Linked DNA regions of Pan troglodytes: region 2 is linked to region 1. The links are chromatin contacts, called in public HiChIP or PLAC-seq maps. All regions are on one chromosome and are shown on one strand. The core of a region is the stretch at or near the end of the contact, and the rest is flanking DNA. Distances in the headings are between cores, read along the strand shown. Region 1 holds the start of PLEKHA6 (pleckstrin homology domain containing A6). Region 2 holds the start of SNRPE (small nuclear ribonucleoprotein polypeptide E).

Region 1 (3,832 bases), core at 521-3,020:
GGGGGCTTGGTACCCGGGAACCCCCACTTGCTGCCCCCTTCCAGAGGCCGTGGTGGGGGAGGGGGTCCGGCCGGGCTGGCGGCGTCGCTCCCGGGTCCCTGGCAGTGGCTGGCCTCCCCACTGAAGACGCGCTGGCCTCAAGCCGGGCGGCAGGGAGCAGGCAAGCGCTTAACCCTGGCCGGCCGGGAGCCCCAGACACCACCTGCCTCCTCGTCGACTCGGGAGCTCCTCTTCGGACCGTTTCCTGAACTTTAATGACGGGCAATTAGCGCGGTGAGTAATTACGATGCCTCTCCTGCCGGGACTGTTAACGGGCAGCGCTGGGTCTCCGTTCCTCCTGGCTCTGCTGCCCTCCAGCCTGGCGGAGCCCGGAGAGCAGAAGCTGGAGCGGGGAGGATCCCTCCCCGAAGGGAGCAGGTTGCAGTGCGAGCAGGGGTGTTGCCTCTCCGCTCCCAGCTCCGATCTTGCACTTGAACCACCGGCGGGGCCGGGGGCGGAGCCGCGCCGCCGCCTCGGAAGGTAATTTACAGCCCCGAGAACTCGCCGGCAGCGCCAAGTCCCCCAATCCAGGCGCACCGCGCAGAGAACCAGTTTGACTAAAAGAGCTTTGAATCAGGAACCTGGTGGACATGTCCAGCCACTGAACGGAAAAAGGGAAGTGATTAAACCTGGTTCTACTTGGTGGGAGGTTAGGAGAGGAACAAAGGTCAAAGGCACGGAAGCGTGGCGGGGCTGTGAGCAGCGAGGGGCCCGGGGAGCCTCTCCTAGCTCAGATGCCAGCCTGATTAGTCGAGCTAGTCCTTACCTTTCTTTCCCAGCACCTCCTCCAAGAAGTCTGCCATGACTAAGTAGAATCACAGGGAGACCTTAGAAATACTCAGAAACCAACAGCGTTTATGTCCCTCCATTCCATTCCCCCTAACTTGCACCAGAAATGGAAAAGGAAAAAGGAAGAAAAATGGAGAGAGAAGGGAATGTGTTATGTGTACAGAATGCAGACTGCAAGCATTTCATACTGGCATACCAAAAGCAGTATTGCTGGAGCCCACAGTTCTGCTATCTCAGGGTCTATATCAAAGTTAGCCAGCTTAGGCAACATAGCAAGACCCTGTCACTACAAATAATAAGAATAATTAATTAGCTGGATCTGGTGGCACGAGCCTGTAGTCCCAGCAACTCAGAACACTGTCAGGAGGATCACTTTGAGCCTGGGAGGTCGAGGCTGCGGTGAGCTATGATCCTGCCAGTATACTCCAGCTTGGGCAACAGAGCGAGACCCTGTCTCAAAAAAGAAAAAATGCTGAAGTCCATTTGGCTTTCCCAGCTTACTCCGGATCTGCCACTGGGGCTCCAGTTAGGTACATACAGTTCCAATCCATGTGCCAGGCCCAGGAGAATAATTAGACGATGAGAGAGACACCTGTGTTTAAAGGGAGCAATGTGTTCCATGACAGCTGGCAATTATCTGTTGGGCAAACATACGTTTTGTGAGCATTCCAGGAGACTTGATCCCCATTCCACATAGGTAATTCCTACTCATCCTTTCAGTGTCTACCCATGTGCCACCTCCTCCAGGAAGCCATTCCTGACACTACCCCGGAGAGATTTATATGTCCATCCTCCATGTGTCATGGCACCTGATGAATAACCCTATAGTAGCACTTATCACACTGTAATGCAATCCTTGATTTAGTCATCTGTCTCCTCCATTGGACTGTGTGCTCCTTGGGGCAGGAACTCCATCTTATCCATCTTTACAGCCCTGGCAGCTGCCTGCGGCACCAATTAACAATTTTTTTTTTTTTTTTTTTTGAGATGGAGTCTCGCTCTATCACCCAGGCTGGAGTGCAGTGGCATGATCTCGGCTCACTACAACCTCCACCTCCCAAGTTCAAGTGATCCTCTCACCTCAGCCTCCTGAGTAGCTGGGGCTGCAGGCACTCACTACCATGCCTGGCTAATTTTTTTTGTATTTTCAGTAGAGATGGAGTTTCACCATGTTGGCCAGACTGGTCTCAAATTCCTGACCTAAAGTGATCTGATCCACCCGCCTCAGTTTCCCAAAGTGCTGGGATAACAGGCATGAGCCACCGTGCCCAGACCAATTAACATTTGATGAATGCTTGATATGGTCATAACTGAGAACTACTCTTAACTCTAACCACAATCCTGTACTTTTGGACTTTATTTAGAGGCACTCTCAATATAACCATCAGCAACATCAGGGTGCGTGTGGGGAGATCTTTCTGGGAAAAGAAACAGCCTGTGATCCTTCTCATAGATCCCAAATTCTCAACCTGGAGGGTTTAAAGTGTATACATCTGATAGATGGTAAAGCTAGGAGATGCCTCAGAGAACATTTAGTCCAATCCTCTTGTTTTGAATATGGCAAGTGAGGAACAGAGAAGGGAAAGGGGCTGGTCAAGGTCACTGAGAAAGGTGGTGGCTGAAAAGGATCTGCCCACCAGTGTCTCAGGCCAGAGCTGTTTTCATTACATCCTTCGCACTCCAACACTGGAAATTGACTCTGCCAACATCCTGGCTGCCAGATCTAAGTTAAGTCCATTCTCCAGAAGCAGAAGACACGCAGAAACCCATGATGTCCAAATTCTTTCTCTCTTCTCAGATCCTACAAATTTCTAGTAGAGAAAGCTTCATTTGACAATGAAGCAGAGCTGCACCTGGGAAGCACAGATGAAGGTCTAGGTGCCCCTTCGTTTCTGAATTGGAGAAAGTTGGCAGATCAAGGTAGCAGACTCTGCCAGGCTGCAGTCCCCTGTCACCAGCCATATGAAACACCTGTAGGACTCATGCCACTGACAAAGCACAGAGCCACCTGCCTAGCCCCTGAGATGGCCAAGAATATAAACCGCCAGAGCTGCTGCCAAGATGCCTCAAGGGAAAATACCAGCAATCAGTGCACTCCCAGTCCAACCTGAGCAACCAGTAGGGGCAGCTGCTTGTGCTGAACATGGGCGGAAACAGGGGACAAGATGACATATATTTGAAAACATGTATTACACTACTGTCTTCTTTGAGCACCTCTTGATCTATTTTTCCACGAGATTTTTGTCTTGTTTAATGTCTAATCTAGCCTGGGGTTCCTGGGGACATTTACCTAGATGAGAAAAGGCCAGTGGCTCAGATTTGTAAATGTTTATTACTCATTTGAAATAAGAAATCACGTTCGAAAATATTTTCCTAACTGTGGTCTAGTCTCGCTAGTGACTTTTTGCATGCTAGTTCTTGTTTATCAGTTATGATTAGTATTGATACTGCTAGTAACGACATTTTAGCAAAAGAGCTAAAGACATGTAGAAAAAGAGTAGAAAACCCAAATAAAAGCAGCTATTGGTTCAACAATTACCTAGAAGAGAGAAGGAGGGTTGATAGATTAAAATGAAAATCATACATGGCTGGCAACTAAGTCAGAAATTTAGCTGTCTGATTGCTTTTCCCCCCACAGCAAATTTTTTTATCCCTTTAAAAATGTTTATTTATTTATTTATTTGCTTAGAAACAGGATCTCATTTTGTCACCCAGGCTAAGGTGGTGCAGTGGCACAATCAGAGCTCACTGTGACCTTGAACTCCTGGACTCAAGCGAGCATCCCACCTCAGCCTCCCAAAATGCTGGGATTACAGGAGTGAGCAAGTGCATCTGGCCTCTTTCATCTCTTTAAAAGGCAACCAAGCATTTGGAAAAAATATATCAGTAATATTTATAAATTATTCTGATTCTCCATTACATTCTGATGTCTTAATCACTTCAACATTACTATTTCTGGTTTGATATCTGTGGTAGGCTGAAAAACATCTCCTCAAAAGCTATC
Region 2 (3,831 bases), core at 71-2,570, 520 kb before region 1:
AATCACTTTCAACTCAACCCCTTTCTGAAGTCGTTATTACTATTATCCCCATTAAACAGAAGCCCTCAGAAAAGCTAATTTTGATTCTGCCATTTGCCCTAATCCGTGTTCCCTTAGGCAAGTCCTTTCAAAAGTCTAAACTTCAGTTTCCTCCTCTATAACATGTGTATGCCAATTAAATGAAATCTCTGCCAGGCCACAAGCCATGACACAATGGAAAGGTAGGTGGACTTTGGGGTCAGGCACACCTAACAAATTCCAGCTGCTCCACTTAGTAGCTGTGTTATCCAGGGAAGGACATGTTCTGACACTGGCTGACGCCTAACTGTGTGCACACATAGACAATTATTTCATTGAATCTTCAAGCCCCTGAGTAAAGTTAATCTTTACTATAATCTCCGTTTTGGAAACTAAGCCAAGACATGGCGAGGCTGAGTAATTTATCCTTGGTCACCCAACTCTAAAAGAGCTGGATTTGCGCCCAGCATGTGGATTTCAGCGTCTTCCTGGTAAATCGCCACCCTCAGTTGCCACCTGAACAGTAACTCTCCACGAAATGGATGAGAGTTGAATCCGTAACTGGAGGGAACCAGGCATCTGGCTTTGGAATGCAGACCGCCCCTGGCCGACTGCCAGAGGTGGGAGGCCTGAAGTTTGGGCTCCTTGCCGCCCTACCCTTTCCACCACAACGCTGCTATCAAGCCTAAACTCCAGCAAAATAGGCTTTAGGAAAGGCACGAAATTAACTCATTTTACACATAGAGATACACACTGGGACGATTTTGGCTTTTCAAGCTAACTCAGAAAATGGAGATACAGGCCGGGCGCGGTGGCTCACGCCTGTAATCTCAGCACTTTGGGAGGCCGAGGCGGGCGGATCATGAGGTCAGGAGATCGAGACCATCCTGGCCAACATGGTGAAACCCCGTCTCTACTAAAAACACAAAAAATTAGTCGGACGTGGTGGCAAGCGCCTGTAGTCCCAGCTACTCGGGAGGCTGAGGCAGGAGAATCGCTTGAACCCTGGAGGCTGAGGTTGCAGTGAGCTGAAATCGCGCCACTGCACTCCAGCCTGGGCGACAGAGCGAGACTTCGCCTCAAAAAAAAAAAAGAAAAGAAATTGGAGACAGGACGGCACTCCCCATACCACGGCCACTATACAACCGAAGGCACCTCCTCCCGCCTCCCTCCAAGTGGCGCTGTAGGACCGGCCCACCTTCCACAGCGCAGCCGCCTCAGTTTGGCCTCCCTCGGAGGCCATGCAGCGGAGAAACGTGACTTCATGGCTAGAGGGGCATTTCCCAGGAGCCGCCCATGCCGCCGCGTGACCTTCACACTTCCGCTTCCGGTTCTTTATTCCGGAAGTTGCTCTCAGAGGCCGCGTGCGGTTGTTCGCTTTGTGAAATTCCACCATGGCGTACCGTGGCCAGGGCCAGAAAGTGCAGAAGGTTATGGTGCAGCCCATCGTATCCTACGCGGGATGTCAGGACTAGGAGGTTCGGGTCAGAATACGGGGTGCGAAGGCGCAGGCTGAGAGCAGGCCTGGGATAGCGGAGTACGGATCCACATCCCATGAGCCCCCGGGGCTACCAAGACTGGAAGAAAGCGCGGGTAGTTGAACCGTGATGGTGGGGAGGTGGTCTTGGGTGGACCCCTGCCGTGGGGAATGCAGGAATGGACGCGGCAAAAGGAGGGAAGAGAACTTTAGGTGCGGAGTGAAAACGGGAGTTAACGGTTTTGGGAAACTCCAGGGGAATGAAAGTGGAATGGATGTTCTTTAGTCTTTAGAAGACCCCTAATGAATGCCCAGCTGGGCACTTGTTGTTTGCGTAAGCACCAGACCTCGCGTTTAGTAAACAAAGGTGAGACGGGAATAGGGTCGTCCAGTTGTTTCAGGAAGCAGAGTCTATGCTGCTTTTGTATTTTTTCCTTAGCCACTGTGGTGCAGAACCTCATCTTCAGATACTTACAAAATGTACGTAAGTTGCTTGTTTCGTAACTACTTTTTAAATAAGAGGTGAACTGATTTAGTTTTTTGTGTTAACCTGAGCGATTGCTGTGTTCTAGAATTTAAAAATAGATGTAACTGGAGATTGGAGGGTAATTGAGGGGAAGGAGTACTTAGCACTAATGTGATGAAGTGGTGTGTATCCATGCCACTTCCCAACATGCAAAGAATTGTATCCATTACTTTGCAAGATCAAAAATACTTTTTAATTCCAAAAAGTATTATTAGCAGACTTGACCATGGTATTTGGGCATCAGTAGTTTTGTTAGTAGTGATTATGGCTAGAACATTGGAACCTCTCCCCTTTAGGATGAAACATTGGAAGAAAAACCCAGCCAACTTAAACCATGTCAAGAGGTGGTGTGTTTAATACCTGTGGGAAAACTTAAAGACGAAAAAAGGAAGAGAGAAGGGGTAGCTTCAGAGGAGTTTAGTGGCAGCTGCTTTCCTTTGAGGGAAGTTTTAGCAACTTAAATTTTATAGTGTGATAACACAACTGAAAAACATTAATTTCAGGTGATAATAATTTTTAACCACCTGAATTGAGGGCTCCTGTCCTAGTTGTTAGGTGTGTGACATGAGAAAGCTTTGTTTTGGAACTGGATTTTGCTGCAGGAGATAAGCCCTTGGTCATTAGAAATTACTGCTTTGTGCTATGCTGTCAAAAACTTTCACTCTTAATAGATTGAGACCAGAAGCAGTAAGAAATATTGAGTCCCAAAATCACAGGAAAATTATTAGCTTATACAGTTCCAATATAGAACTTATTAAATGAAAATTCTCTTTGAGGTTATTATTATTGGTGAATAATTCTTAGATATGGGCTAAATAGTTAAAACTTTTGACTTACATTCATTACAATTTTTTTAGGAGCCATATTTCTCTTGTCGTTTGACCAAAATGGTTAGGTTTTGTATACTTCAATTTTTGGGGGGGCGGGGGGCGGGGAGATCTTGCTTAATGTTGCGCAGGCTTATATTGAACACCTGGCCATAAAGCGAATTATTCCGCTTTGGCATCCCAAAGTATGGGAACGGTGTGAATCGAGGCACCTGGCCTGTTTTTCTTTTCTTTTTTTTTTTTGAGACGGAGTCTCACTGTGCCCAGGCTGGAGTGCAGTGGCGCGATCTCAGCTCACTGCAACCTCTGCCTCCTGGGTTCAAGCGATTCTCCTGCTTCAGCGTCCCGAGTAGCTGGGACTACAGGCGTGCGCCACCACGCCCAGCTAATTTTTTTTGTATTTTTAGTAGAGATGGGGTTTCACCATGTTAACGAGGATGGTCTCTGTCTCTTGACCTTGTGATCCACCTCCCTCGGCCTCCGAAAGTGCTGGGATTACAGGCGTGAGCCACCGCGCCCGGCCCTATTTTTCTTTTTTTAACGTTTCCACTTTTATGATTATTTCAGAGATCGCGGATTCAGGTGTGGCTCTATGAGCAAGTGAATATGCGGATAGAAGGCTGTATCATTGTGAGTATCCAGGCGATTTCATCTCATAGCAGTTCGGTCGTAGAAAAAGACTTAACAGAAAGTGTCTAGCCAGAACAGTGTATAAAAAGTCAAAGATCCAACCTAAGGAAAGTTTTTCAGGTGCTGCTGTTTAGCCTTTTTTATTGTTGATCGATAAGGATTGGGTAGTTTTTAATAGGGAAAATAACTTTTAATTCATTTTCTTTCCTCTGTCTATGTTGAGAAGAAAATTTGTATTTGATTTTTGAGAAAGGGCCTTGTTCTATTGCTTAGGCTGGAGTGCAGTGGCACAATCATGGCTCGTTGCAGCCTCAACCTCCCGGGCTCAAGTAGTCCTCCTGCCTCAGCCTCCC

What was found. HiChIP or PLAC-seq counts read pairs in DNA pulled down with a chosen protein or histone mark.
Region 2: a contact with region 1 is called in an H3K4me3 HiChIP or PLAC-seq map of stem cell-derived excitatory neurons, with 3 times the contacts expected there. The contact joins the promoter of SNRPE here to the promoter of PLEKHA6 in region 1. A contact is called at or near these places in 3 of 7 Hi-C or Micro-C datasets (induced pluripotent stem cells and stem cell-derived neural progenitor cells) and 1 of 1 datasets of contacts at active chromatin or transcription factors (stem cell-derived excitatory neurons).

Annotation. Positions count from the first base shown.
Region 1 is chr1:44,710,473-44,714,304 of NHGRI_mPanTro3-v2.0_pri, reverse strand. PLEKHA6 (pleckstrin homology domain containing A6) reads right to left here and starts at 1,770. Exons shown (of 27, transcript XR_010150977.1): 1 at 1-1,770.
Region 2 is chr1:45,227,429-45,231,259 of NHGRI_mPanTro3-v2.0_pri, reverse strand. SNRPE (small nuclear ribonucleoprotein polypeptide E) reads left to right here and starts at 1,320. Exons shown (of 5, transcript XM_001158544.7): 1 at 1,320-1,466; 2 at 1,949-1,975; 3 at 3,416-3,478. The coding sequence starts at 1,413.